3 separate regions of the Mus musculus genome follow, and all the other regions are linked to region 1. Evidence: chromatin contacts called from public ChIA-PET data. All regions are on one chromosome and are shown on one strand. Each heading gives the region's core, a stretch centred on a gene start, on an enhancer-like site or on the middle of the called end of the contact. The rest is flanking DNA. Distances are from core to core; before and after follow the strand shown. Region 1 overlaps Dennd1a (DENN/MADD domain containing 1A). Region 2 overlaps Dennd1a (DENN/MADD domain containing 1A). Region 3 has its middle 20 kb from the start of Gm46736.

Region 1 (3,927 bases), core at 1,029-3,528:
TACTGGGAACATTTCAAAAACTGCCATTGTCTGTTAAATGAAACCTCTGTATTAGCGTATCATAGCATGCTGTTATAATCACTTTCTTCCAAATACCAGCTTTTGAAAGAAACATGTATGTATGTATGTATATAAAATCTGCAATAGTGTAATTGAACAGCTCCGCAGAATAGGGAAATGAATGTAGCAATGTGCATTCAAATATGTCTCTTTGGTCTGTAATGAGCTGATTGAAGTTCACAGTAGTAAGACTTGCCATTTATTTTCTGATTTTATATTCTGGACCCAGACAAAAGTGCCTTAAAAAAAAAACTAACAGAAAAAGGTAGAAGAAAATTGTTCATAAAAATCAGAAAGCCTTTTGTGGAGACCACTAATGGATTTGGGGTTCTCATGGTCTTCATTCAGCTATCAATCTATAAAGTAGATGATCTTCTGCTGTCATCTTGTTAAATACACACACACACACACACACACACACACACACACATACATATATGGGGGGGCTGGAAATGTAACTGAATGGTAGAGTGCCTAGCATTTGCAAAGTTCAGGGTTCAGTTCCCAGTACTGTCTACTCCTAATAAAAGGTAATAAAAATGAAATAAAGTTTTCCTGTGTAACCATTTCAAATTTTAGAATTTTTGAATTTATTTATTTTAATTTTATGTGTGTAGATGTTTTGTCTGCATGCATATTTGTGTAGCACGTTTGTAGTGCCCACAGAAGCCAGAAAAAGAAGACATCAGATCCCCAGATCTGGAGTTACATACAAATGGTTGTCAGCCACCATGTGAGGCTGAGAACTGAACTTGGGTCTCTGGAAGAATAGCCAGTGCTCTTACCTGCTGAGCCAGCTCTGCAGCCCCTTCTTTTTATAACTGTTGACAACTTCTGTTGGTGGGGTAGGGAGCCTCCCATGTTCATGGGATCACACTCATGAGAGATCTTGGATGCCTATGCTTCTTCCTTCATAGAATTTGCTCAGTCATGACACTTGATGACTTGCAGGTCTGACTCCCCACTAGACACTGAGACTGGAGATTGTGTTTGATTTACCCACTTCCTTCAAAGGGTCTTACTACCAATACATGTTTGGTGACCAAATGAGTCATAGAAGTCTAAGACCTGTAGATGGCAGAGAAGTTATCAAACTGTGCAGAAGACTGAGATGAACAGATATCATTTCAAATCCTGGTTAGGACAAGGCTATGCAGATTCAATACAGAAGTAATTTTGAGCTTCAGGGCAGTTCTAGTCATTGAAGGAGACCCTTCAGTTCTTTCTCCTAGGAAGAGAACTTTCCTCCTTTTTTTACTTGGTGGGAGAAAGAGCAAGAATAGGAAGGAGATAGAGTAGTGTTAGAGAGCTGCCCCTCACTTGGGACAGTTGACTGTGAGCTTGTTTGGGTGTCCTTTAGATTCTGAGGATATGTTGCTTCAGGGAAGTCACTTATATTATCTGTGTTTATATTCCTTCTACAAAATGAGAACCAAACAATTTTGAGTAACTGGCTGACTCAGGGTTGGGTCTTAGCTAATTAGTTTAGTTAAGTACAATATATGTTATTTCTTCACTTAGAAAAGCATAAGGAAGCATTTGTAGTGTTAGCTTGCAAAAGTCATTCATTCCTTAATTCTGTTAATGTATGTGTGCTCACATCTTAAAACTTTTTTCTTTGCTTTTATTCTGTCTTTGAAATAAAATCTTTATCTTATGTTAAGTGCATAAATATTAATTTAGAAATTCCCCATTAGCTCAGCCTACTCTTCCTTTTAAATCTTAAAGAATATCCATATACTTGCAGCACTGAGCATTTTACAAGCATTTAAAAGCTGTTGCAAATATGGCTGGGCACCATTCTTTCTCCTGAGGGAGCAGCTAGGCATCACTACCCTAATAATCAAAGCAGAAGCTACCTATTTTTCAGTGCTTGATATATTCCTTGAACTGTAGCAGGTACTTTTGTGGTACTTTGCTTAACTTGTTCCAAACCTCCACCCTGTCAGGTAAACAGGAAGTCTGTCCTTTTGCAAAGGGAAGTGACTCTGGGGAAACCACCATTACCATACACACACAGGACTTCCACTGCTGTGCTGGTCTTAAGCCTTGTAGTCTCCCTAGTTCCAGACATGTACACCTTCTGTTCTGTCCTTTATCTGATCTCTCTTCTGCTCTCAGTTTAGAGTCCAGCCTGGAAGGTTCCTTAGAAGTGGACCCCCCACCCCCACCCTTTATACCCAAGATTCCTCCTTCTACTGCCATCTTCCCTCTCCAAAACCATCATATGGAGCAACATCCTCACCCACCCCACCAACCCCCATCCTGCACACACCCTAAGTGAGCCATTTGTAGCTTTTTGGATCTTTGTTATATCTTGTTCCCTCTAGATGGAAGTAACTTCTCATTCATCTAGCTTGCTTTGCAGATTTGGCTTCTCTCTCTTCCCTCAGGAAAAAAAGTGTCAGGGTTTACTGCAGACATCTCTACCAACCCTAAGGAAAGTCACTGAAAAACTTAGATATCAACTTCTGTTCTAGAGCTACAACTGATAGGAGCTGTTCAGGGAAAGAGCAGTAGGCTTGGGCATGCGCGATTATTAGAGCATCAGTTGCCATTTTTTTTCCATTTTTTATTAGGTATTTAGCTCATTTACATTTCCAATGCTATACCAAAAGTTCCCCATACCCACCCACCCCCACTCCCCTACCCACCCACTCCCCCTTTTTGGCCCTGGCGTTCCCCTGTACTGGGGCATATAAAGTTGGCGTGTCCAATGGGCCTCTCTTTCCAGTGATGGCCGACTAGGCCATCTTTTGATACATATGCAGCTAGAGTCAAGAGCTCCGGGGTACTGGTTAGTTCATAATGTTGTTCCACCTATAGTTGCAGATCCCTTTAGCTCCTTGGGTACTTTCTCTAGCTCCTCCATTGGGAGCCCTGTGATCCATCCATTAGCTGACTGTGAGCATCCACTTCTGTGTTTGCTAGGCCCCGGCATAGTCTCACAAGAGACAGCTACATCTGGGTCCTTTCGATAAAATCTTGCTAGTGTATGCAATGGTGTCAGCGTTTGGATGCTGATTATAGGGTGGATCCCTGGATATGGCAGTCTCTACATGGTCCATCCTTTCATCTCAGCTCCAAACTTTGTCTCTGTAACTCCTTCCATAGGTGTTTTGTTCCCACTTCTAAGGAGGGGCATAGTGTCCACACTTCAGTCTTCATTTTTCTTGAGTTTCATGTGTTTAGGAAATTGTATCTTATATCTAGAAGATGCCCCAACTGGTAAGAAGGACACATGCTCCACTATGTTCATAGCAGCCTTATTTATAATAGCCAGAAGCTGGAAAGAACCCAGATGCCCCTCAACAGAGGAATGGATACAGAAAATGTGGTACATCTACACAATGGAGTACTACTCAGCTATTAAAAAGAATCAGTTGCCATTTTATCTGGGGGCTTGTTTGGGAACTGGGTCATCACAGAAGTGAAGATACGTAATGAAGCAGGAAAACAGGCTTCCACTTTGCTCCCTTACAGCCTGCCTCCCCAACTCCAAGAAGAACACCAGTAGTTGGAAGCCTAGAGGAGTTTGTTTCAAGGAGGCTTTCTTTAAATTAATATAGTAATAAATAAAAACTGTTTGTTTATTGGTATTAGATTTTGAGTCCAGGGCATCTACCAGTGACCTTCACTGCCATCCAAAAAGTGATATGTATTTGTTCTAGGACACTGGGATAATATGAGAAAAAATTATACATAATACAGAGCCTGCTTTATATCTAAATATATTATTATTATTTTGTGTACTAAATACTTTTCTAGACAGAAATCTCATAACTCATTATAACCATTATTATTGTACACTTAGGATGCTTTCAATTGTGAGTAGCATGAGAAAAGGCTTTCCTTTTTAACTTTTAA
Region 2 (3,790 bases), core at 1,115-3,614, 140 kb after region 1:
AATGTCATTGAGGACAGCCTGGTTGTGGACCACAGTTACCTGGGAGGCTTCCAGAGGGTGAATATATAAGCCCACTGACAGGGTTTTATCTAGTACCTCTGATTTAAAATAAGGGCCAAAGCCCACTCATTATCCTGATGCTGGTCTTATTGGCTGTTGTTAACATCCCCCAATTTTAAGCCACACTAATAAGAACAGCTTTTTCTATCTTCATATGTAGTTTGAATGATTTTTCTTTTTTTCTTTTTTAGTTCTTTCTATTGGAATATTTTTAACTTTTTTATTGATCCTTTGTTAATTTCACATCAGTACCCCAATTTCATTCATCCCTCCATTCCTCCATATCTGCCCTTTGCCCTTGCAACCTCCCTATCTAAAGAAAAAAACAAAAACAAAAAACCAAAACAACATCTTGCAGTGGAAGCTGCTATGTATCTCACAGTATATACCCTTTTACCAACACTTCTTTGCTTGCAAATGATCTTTGCAATGAGCCATTGGTCTGGTTTGAGGTCTCTGACTTCTGCCACACTGTCAATACTGGATCCTTACTGAGACGCCTCTTAGTTAATGCCCTGTGTCATGGACATCCTTCAGCTTTGGTTCTGTAGGACTGACCCCTTCACCAGCTCCAGCACTTCATAGATGGAGTAGATGTTGGGGTAGATCTGGGCCTGGGTGGTAGCTGAATTGGTCAGCCTGCCAGCGCTCCTGCACCCATACCACTAGGGCCTGCTCTCCTGCTCCCATGCTTTCCAGGTACAGCTCACTGCACCATCTACCAGGGCCAGCTCTACTGTGCTGCCCAGGCAAGGTGTGGGGCTCACTCTTCCGAGTGCTGTAGCCCATGAGAGGTAGGACCAGCTCTCCCACAGTGCCCAGTTGAGGGGCAGGGCCAGCTCTATTCAACACTCAGAATCAACACTCAGGATCCAAGAACATTTCAAGCTTTGGTGCTGAGGGGAGGAAGAAATGGGTGGCCATGTGCAGAGCAGTTGCAGAGAGACTGAGAGCAGAGAGCGCCTGCAGAAAGGAGGGCCCTGAGCAACCTGGAAGTCACTGCCCAACCCTCTGCCACACTTGCCATTACTACTTGTGCTGTGTTGCTGTCCAAATGGCTATGGTATCTTCCCACCCAGACTAGTGCTGTGCTGTGGTAGGAAACTGGTGACCTCAGAGTAACCACTTGCATTGCTCTGAAAGCATGAGCTGCTGCTGTCTGCTCTGCTCCTTGGCAGCTGTGACTTAGGACTCCTTCAGACCTCTGAGCCTCAGTTTCTTTCCATGTGGAGCCTGATCCTTGCAGGATTGTAGTGAAACTTGGATAAGCCTAGTCCAGGGCCTGCCTGCCAGCCCTTGGACAGCAGCTTGTCTCCTGTTCTTGCTAGGATTCCTTTCCAGCCAGAAGTATTTGGGATGCAGCTCCTGTAGGGCCAGTTGATCCTTGCCTGCCTATGTAGAAGCCTGGCCTAAAAGGGTCCTGCCTATGACTTAGAGCTCACTTGAGAGCCTTTGTAGGTTTTTTATTTGTTTATTTTGTTTTGCTTATGTTTTTCCCTTACTGGAAACATTCAGAGTGCCTTTGAGCTTTGTTTTACCCGTGTCCAAAGGAAAGGGAAGGGCCATCTTGCTGAGGCTTCTCTATACTGAGCCTAGCCTGGTCTAGGTGGGTCTTTTCAGGGCCAGATGTTTCAAAGGGACTTCCTGTAGTCAGAAAGTGAAAGTGAGGAATAACTGTCTACCCCTCCTCAGTGGCTCCCACAAATCAGTCATAGTTCACCTTCAAGTGGCTTCCCAGCCACGATCTTTCCTGTTTACCTGACCTTTGTCTTGTCCATTTACAGATGGGGCAGAGGCTCTACTTGGCAATGACTTCCCAGAATGTAGGAGAGCCAGGAGGAGACTCCAAGACAAGGTTCCTCCCACTGCACTCTCCTGCCTGTCTTCTAGTTCTCACAAGTTTCATCCTAGGCAGGCCATGGCACAGAGTGTAGGTGTTAGCCAGTGTATTTTGGACTAATGGACAGAGAATGGATAGGGGAGTGCGGGAGGCACAGGTTAGCCCCAGGCCTGTGTTCCGTGTGCATGCATTGCTCCTTATCCTGTCTGGAGTCTCTGGAAATAGCTTTTTCCTGGAAGAGAGGAGGTGTCTGCAAATCACAGGGGTATGTGACCCACTTTTCAGTTACCTGGAAAAAATCAGTGGCAAAGCCTAGGGCATTTAACAGTGTTGCCCAAGCCAACTTGTTCTTCCCACTTAAATGACAGAACCACAAGCAGCCAGGAAGCCCCATTCGGAGAACCTCTTTATCCATGTCAAGCACAGCACAGGCTCCAGCTCATTTATTTAGGCCTTTCTTGCTCTCTGACACGCCTCCTGGTAGTTGCCAGGCAACTCTGGGAGCAGCAGTGTGTGTTGGGGATTAACTAGTTAGGGCTGGGGTCCTTTTTGGCAAGAAGGGGATAAAAGACAAATGATTTTAATTGCTAGGCCAAGGATCCATTATCTGCTTGGTAGAAGAATACAACTTTCACAGGATGTGGATAGTAGTGTGATTCTTGAGTTTGCCTTGAGTCCCCTTTTCTCTCCTAGGGAGAAGGCATGCTTTTTAAAAAGAATATTCTACCTTGCTCCTTTGTTCAAAATGATATCATCAGGAAATCTGAGCAAGACTGATCCACCCCCTTTGAAATGCACTGGCCTGTTTTGACGAACTCTTGAAGATAGTTTAAGCTTTCATTTGATCCTTCTATGCAGTCTCTTAACTCCTCCTCTACATGGAGTCACCTTGAGGCAGTGCATATGAGGATACATCTCCTGTATCTGGCCATATGGGTCCTGGAAATGTCTACTCAAAGAGCACATTTGCTTGGTACCTAGGGAAGTGGCCTGTTCTGTGTATTGGCTGTGGAAACACGGCTTGGTGAAACATTACGGGTACTCTTATTTAGTTAGCCAGTGTGGCTCTCTCAGGGCCAACCCACTGGCCAGCCTTCCCTGTGGTGACAGGAGCCTAGACCCTGCCCTTAGTGCTGGAGTGAATGCTATAAACAAGCTGTATGAACACTCAGCATCCATCTCAGTCAGTCCATTCTAGATGCTGATAAAGAACACTCATGTCGTTCACCTTATATCCCTTGATTTTATACATGGTTTTTGCTGAGTCATATTTATCCACCTAAAACCCCTCAAAGGCATAGAAGTTAAGATAAAGGCAGATTGATAGCTTGGTTTTCAAGCATGAATGCACCAGACTGTGTTGTACCAGGTCAGAACTGTACCACAGGTTTCAGAATTCTGCTTAAGTAACATTGCCCATCTCCTGAGCTGGCAGAGAGAAACCTGTGTTTATGTTTACTTTTGGAGAGATGAAAAATAAGAAATACTCGTAAATAAAGAAATTAAGGCATCACCACAACTCCACCAAACGTGTTTGTGTGTGTATGTGTATATGCAATTTATGAATGCATTGCATCTGCTTGTTTCCCATGATACAAAGGGTATCCAGAGCTCAACAGATTAACGAATAAAGTCTGTTTGTCCCACACTGAATGTGGCATCTTATACATTTTACACTGTATGTCACTGAGTAAGCCACAGCCATTGTTGCCCTGGCCATACTCCCCTGCTGGGCTGTTAAGTTGTTCTTACCTTTCAATATTTTAGGTAATAATCTACCAACATTTCAGTTAATAAAACTTTGAGATGCTCTTACTCCTAAGCTTTCTGGGTAAAAGAAATTCAGGTGTGTGCAGGAGCCTGACTCTAGGGGCCTATTTGTTCCACTGT
Region 3 (3,784 bases), core at 585-3,084, 250 kb before region 1:
TGCCACCACAGATGGTCTCCAAGCCTGTCTGGGGAAACGGCTCAGCTGAGGAAGATTCTTAGGGGCTAAGAGCTCAGAGGGTGTGGATGATTGCCCCTCCCCCCCGTGCATGTAAGAGAGAGACAGAGGCAGACAGACAGACAGACAGTCAGACAGACAGACACATACACACACATACACACACACAGAGAAAGAGAGAGAGAGAGAGAGAGAGTGAGAGAGAGAGAGAGAGAACTACATGCCTAAATGGTGCTCTGCCCCAATCACATCACTGTACATGTCAGGCTGGATTGTGGGTGCTTTGCTGTCTTTGTTATTAGACCAGGAGCCCCTGTCTCAGGCTGGACCTTCTCTGCCTCACTTCTGCTTCCCTGAGCTCATCCAGTGTATTGAGAAAGGGAAGCAAGGCAGGGAATGGGAACATGTTTTCTCTGGGAAGAGTCAATATTCTTGTTCTCTATGATGTGTGTACTTTACTGCCTGCATGTTGTACTACAAACAAAAGTTTAGTTAGAGCCAGACCTTGTGGTACAGGCCTCATTGAGAAACAAAGGCAGGAGAATCGAAAGTTCAAGACTTGCCTTGGCTATAGACAAGGACATGAATTTGGATGTCCAGCACCACATAACTGTAGGGCCTGGTGGCAGGGGCTTGTAATCTCAGTGCTGGGGAACTTGTTTTGATGGCTAGTCAGTTCAGGTTCAGTGAGGAGCCTCATCTTAGGAAGTAGGGTGGAGAGCAAAAGAGAAAGACACGGGACAGAGATACTCTGGCCTCCACACATGCACAGTAAGTGTGCGCTCCTCTGCCACACTCACATGTACACATGCATATTAAACAGCAGTAGGAATAATAATTAATAATAACACTAAGGGCTGGGGATGTAGCTCAGCACAGAACAATACTGCCTGGGGTGCATGAGGCCCCAGGTTCACCTCTTCCTCCCATATTTAAAACCAAACATCTAGGCAAAAAGGAAAGAAAACACCAATTTAAAAAAGAGGACTTGAATAAACATGTCTTCCCAAAAGATCTACAAAACACAGAAAAATAACAAATTTTCTGGTGAAACTATGGAGAAATTGGTGGAGTAGTGGTATATTTTGAGCTTGGGTTCATCCTGGGCTACATAGTGAGACCTTTGTCTCAGAAAATAAAACAGAATATGGTATTTAGTCCTTTCTATGTTTTATAAACTCAATGTTTCGAATTTTAAGAAACATCCTGTCCTAAGTATGGTACACATAAGAACTCACACGGGGGTGTTAATTCTTTCTAATTGGGAGGGGCAGAAGAAAAGGAAGGTGAGGCTGGCCACAGTTCAGCTTGACTCTCCAACCAGGGTGTGGATTAGCTTCAGGGACAAGGCAGGGCAGAACATTCCAGTTGGCTCAAGCAGGACTAAAAAGAGATAGAGATTAGAGAGACGGAAGTGCTCAGTAGAGCAGTGGGGAGGGACCATAGCACCCAAGACTGGGAATTGGGCAAACACCAAATCCCCTGTGGCCCTGCACACATGAGTTCCATCTGTCTTGCAGGCAATGTGGAGCCCTGGGTTCTAGCAGGGGAAGGATTGGGTCAGATGACCACTCTAGGGAGGCTCAGGTGAGTGAGATGCCACCCTTCCAAGCCATGTTGCTGAAATCGGAGCGATTCTGCCTGCAGCCTCCCCCAATCCACCCAGACCACACATGGAAATGAGATTGCTTTGGCACAGTTTGCCTGGCACCACTCAACTTCTAGAGAAATGTATCTGTAAGAATCGATCATGTTGTGGCAGGAAACCAACGAGGAAGCAGGCAAGTGTGGCTTTGAGGAGTCGGTAAACAAGCTTCTGTGGGCAACCTCCAACCACGATTTCCATTGCTGCCCCATGGCTTCCGGAGTGGGCCCGGCAGCCAGGCCTGGCCGAGGAAGGGCTCGTGGCTCAGCTGCTCTTGGTCCCGACTCCATGAAGGCTGTCACACGCTTTCGGCACCCATGTGCAGCCCAAACACACTGTTCACTTCTCAAGTTGGTTTCAGACTTTGCTCTTTTTATTCCTGTTTTTCATTTAGAATTTTTTTTTTGGCTGGTTCAAGTTCGAAAGGCAATTTCAACACTGAGATTGAAGGCAGCAAACAGAGCCTGCAAAAGAGCAGTGGGTGTATGCTTGCTGGTGTTGGTTTTAGGGAGGCACATCCATGCATTTAGTTTATCAGCTAGTCCTTGGTTTATGGGAATTGAATTTTTAGGACGTCTGCTCACTCGGGTCAACTCCTTGCTCGCTCTGGCCCAAAGATTTATTTATTATTATATATAAGTACACTGTAGCTGACTTCAGACACACCAGAAGAGGGCATCAGATCTTATTACGGGTGGTCTTGAGCCACCATGTAGTTGCTGGGATTTGAACTCATGACCTTCGGAACAGCAGTCAGTGCTCTTATCCACTAGAGCCATCTCGCCAGCCCCCTTCACTTCTGTTATACCTTCAATGTGACACAAGATAGGTATTCAATAAGTAAAACCTGGACCAAAATGATTGTCATAAAGATCACCTGAAATGTTGTGTAGAAAAGAGCTTTTGAAATGCTCAGTGTGAGTGTGGAAATATATGCTGTTCTTATTTATTGTTATTTAAATAAAGTTAATGTATAATACCAATAAAGTCAACCATATTTAAATAGTGATAACACCAGGGCTTGGATTTTGTCTGTATCTCCAGGTTTCTCCTCCTTCCAGGGCCTGCTTTGCCATCAGGAAATACTTTCTGAAGATTAATCGAGAAGGTCTGGTTTGGGGTTGGGGAATATGGGACCTGCCTGCCAGGCTGAGGTGGGGCAGTTTAATTGTCCCTTTTGTGTCAAGTGTCCAAGGGTCATTCACCATCCAAAAGTCTCCCCTGGGCTACCTTGGCCTATAAAACCTAGGTAATGCTGTGTACCCAGCTCACTTAGGTGTTGTGAAGATTAATTATGGCTTGTAAAGGGCTTTGAAGATGAAAAGTCCTTGTTATGAAAATAAATGGCTTCAGACACAAGCTTTCTTCAAGCCTTTAGTGCCTTCTATCCAAGGACCCTGGGTGAGTTCAGAGGTGAGGGTAGCCTCACCCCCACCCTCACAAGAAGCAAAACTTAGACACAGGCTTCTTCTGAAGATGCAGTGCCTCATTGCTGCTTGTTTTCATTTTGAACTCCTGATGGATTTTCTAGCTAGGTGAATTAAGCTGGTTCAAAATACATTAAACGGATTCAGCAATGGAGCGGTGAAATGTATTTCCCGTACTGAACTTTTTGCTGTCAAATTTAATTATTCAAATTGGTTTTTAAAATTGGGTTACTCCCTTCCCTGTGCCTTCCCAGATGTAGAGGCATTTAAAAGTGGAGAGCTATGAACCAAATGGGCATTGGAAACTGGCCATGAGTTCTGGTGCTAGCTCAGTCAGTCCTTTACCAGCTTTGGACTTCAGTTCCCCAATCTGTCAACTGAGGATAACGATAAGTCACTAGGATGTCATCTCCACTTGGTAAGTAAGGACTCTGATACAAGATGGGGAATGTGGTCATACTTATTCAGAGGTTGGTGATGTGCCAGGATTTGAACCTGGATCTGGGAGCTGGTGAGGAGGCTCAGCGGGTAGATTCACTTGTAGAACAAACCTGGTGACTTGAGTTCAATCTCCAGAACCCATGTAAGGATGGAGGAAAGAACCATACTACGAAATTGTCCTCTGGCCTCTATCTGCATGTTGTGGCAAAAGTGCCCCTGTCCCAATAAAATAACAACTTTAAAACCTGGATTT

Evidence for each region. ChIA-PET counts read pairs in DNA pulled down with a chosen protein or histone mark.
Region 2: an RNA polymerase II ChIA-PET map of memory CD8 T cells shows a contact between it and region 1, with 5 read pairs. The contact joins two enhancer-like sites. A contact is called at or near these places in 3 of 484 Hi-C or Micro-C datasets (the G1E-ER4 cell line and nephron progenitors) and 1 of 115 datasets of contacts at active chromatin or transcription factors (memory CD8 T cells).
Region 3: a contact with region 1 is called in an RNA polymerase II ChIA-PET map of memory CD8 T cells, with 7 read pairs. The contact joins two enhancer-like sites. A contact is called at or near these places in 2 of 115 datasets of contacts at active chromatin or transcription factors (memory CD8 T cells and pancreatic cancer cells).

The regions. Positions count from the first base shown.
Region 1 is chr2:38,070,377-38,074,303 of GRCm38.p6, reverse strand. All of the region lies in intron 5 of Dennd1a (DENN/MADD domain containing 1A), which reads left to right. Among named protein-coding and RNA genes, the nearest start is that of Dennd1a, 220 kb to the left of the region's middle. Within about 2 kb of position 2,278, at least 37 of the 459 cell types and tissues checked have an H3K27ac peak or open chromatin away from gene starts, as enhancers often do. A contact at or near this core is called in memory CD8 T cells, where this site is marked.
Region 2 is chr2:37,929,790-37,933,579 of GRCm38.p6, reverse strand. All of the region lies in intron 13 of Dennd1a (DENN/MADD domain containing 1A), which reads left to right. Among named protein-coding and RNA genes, the nearest start is that of Crb2, 160 kb to the right of the region's middle. Within about 2 kb of position 2,364, at least 60 of the 459 cell types and tissues checked have an H3K27ac peak or open chromatin away from gene starts, as enhancers often do. A contact at or near this core is called in memory CD8 T cells, where this site is marked.
Region 3 is chr2:38,317,356-38,321,139 of GRCm38.p6, reverse strand. No RefSeq gene overlaps it. Among named protein-coding and RNA genes, the nearest start is that of Gm46736, 20 kb to the left of the region's middle. Within about 2 kb of position 1,834, at least 25 of the 459 cell types and tissues checked have an H3K27ac peak or open chromatin away from gene starts, as enhancers often do. A contact at or near this core is called in memory CD8 T cells, where this site is marked.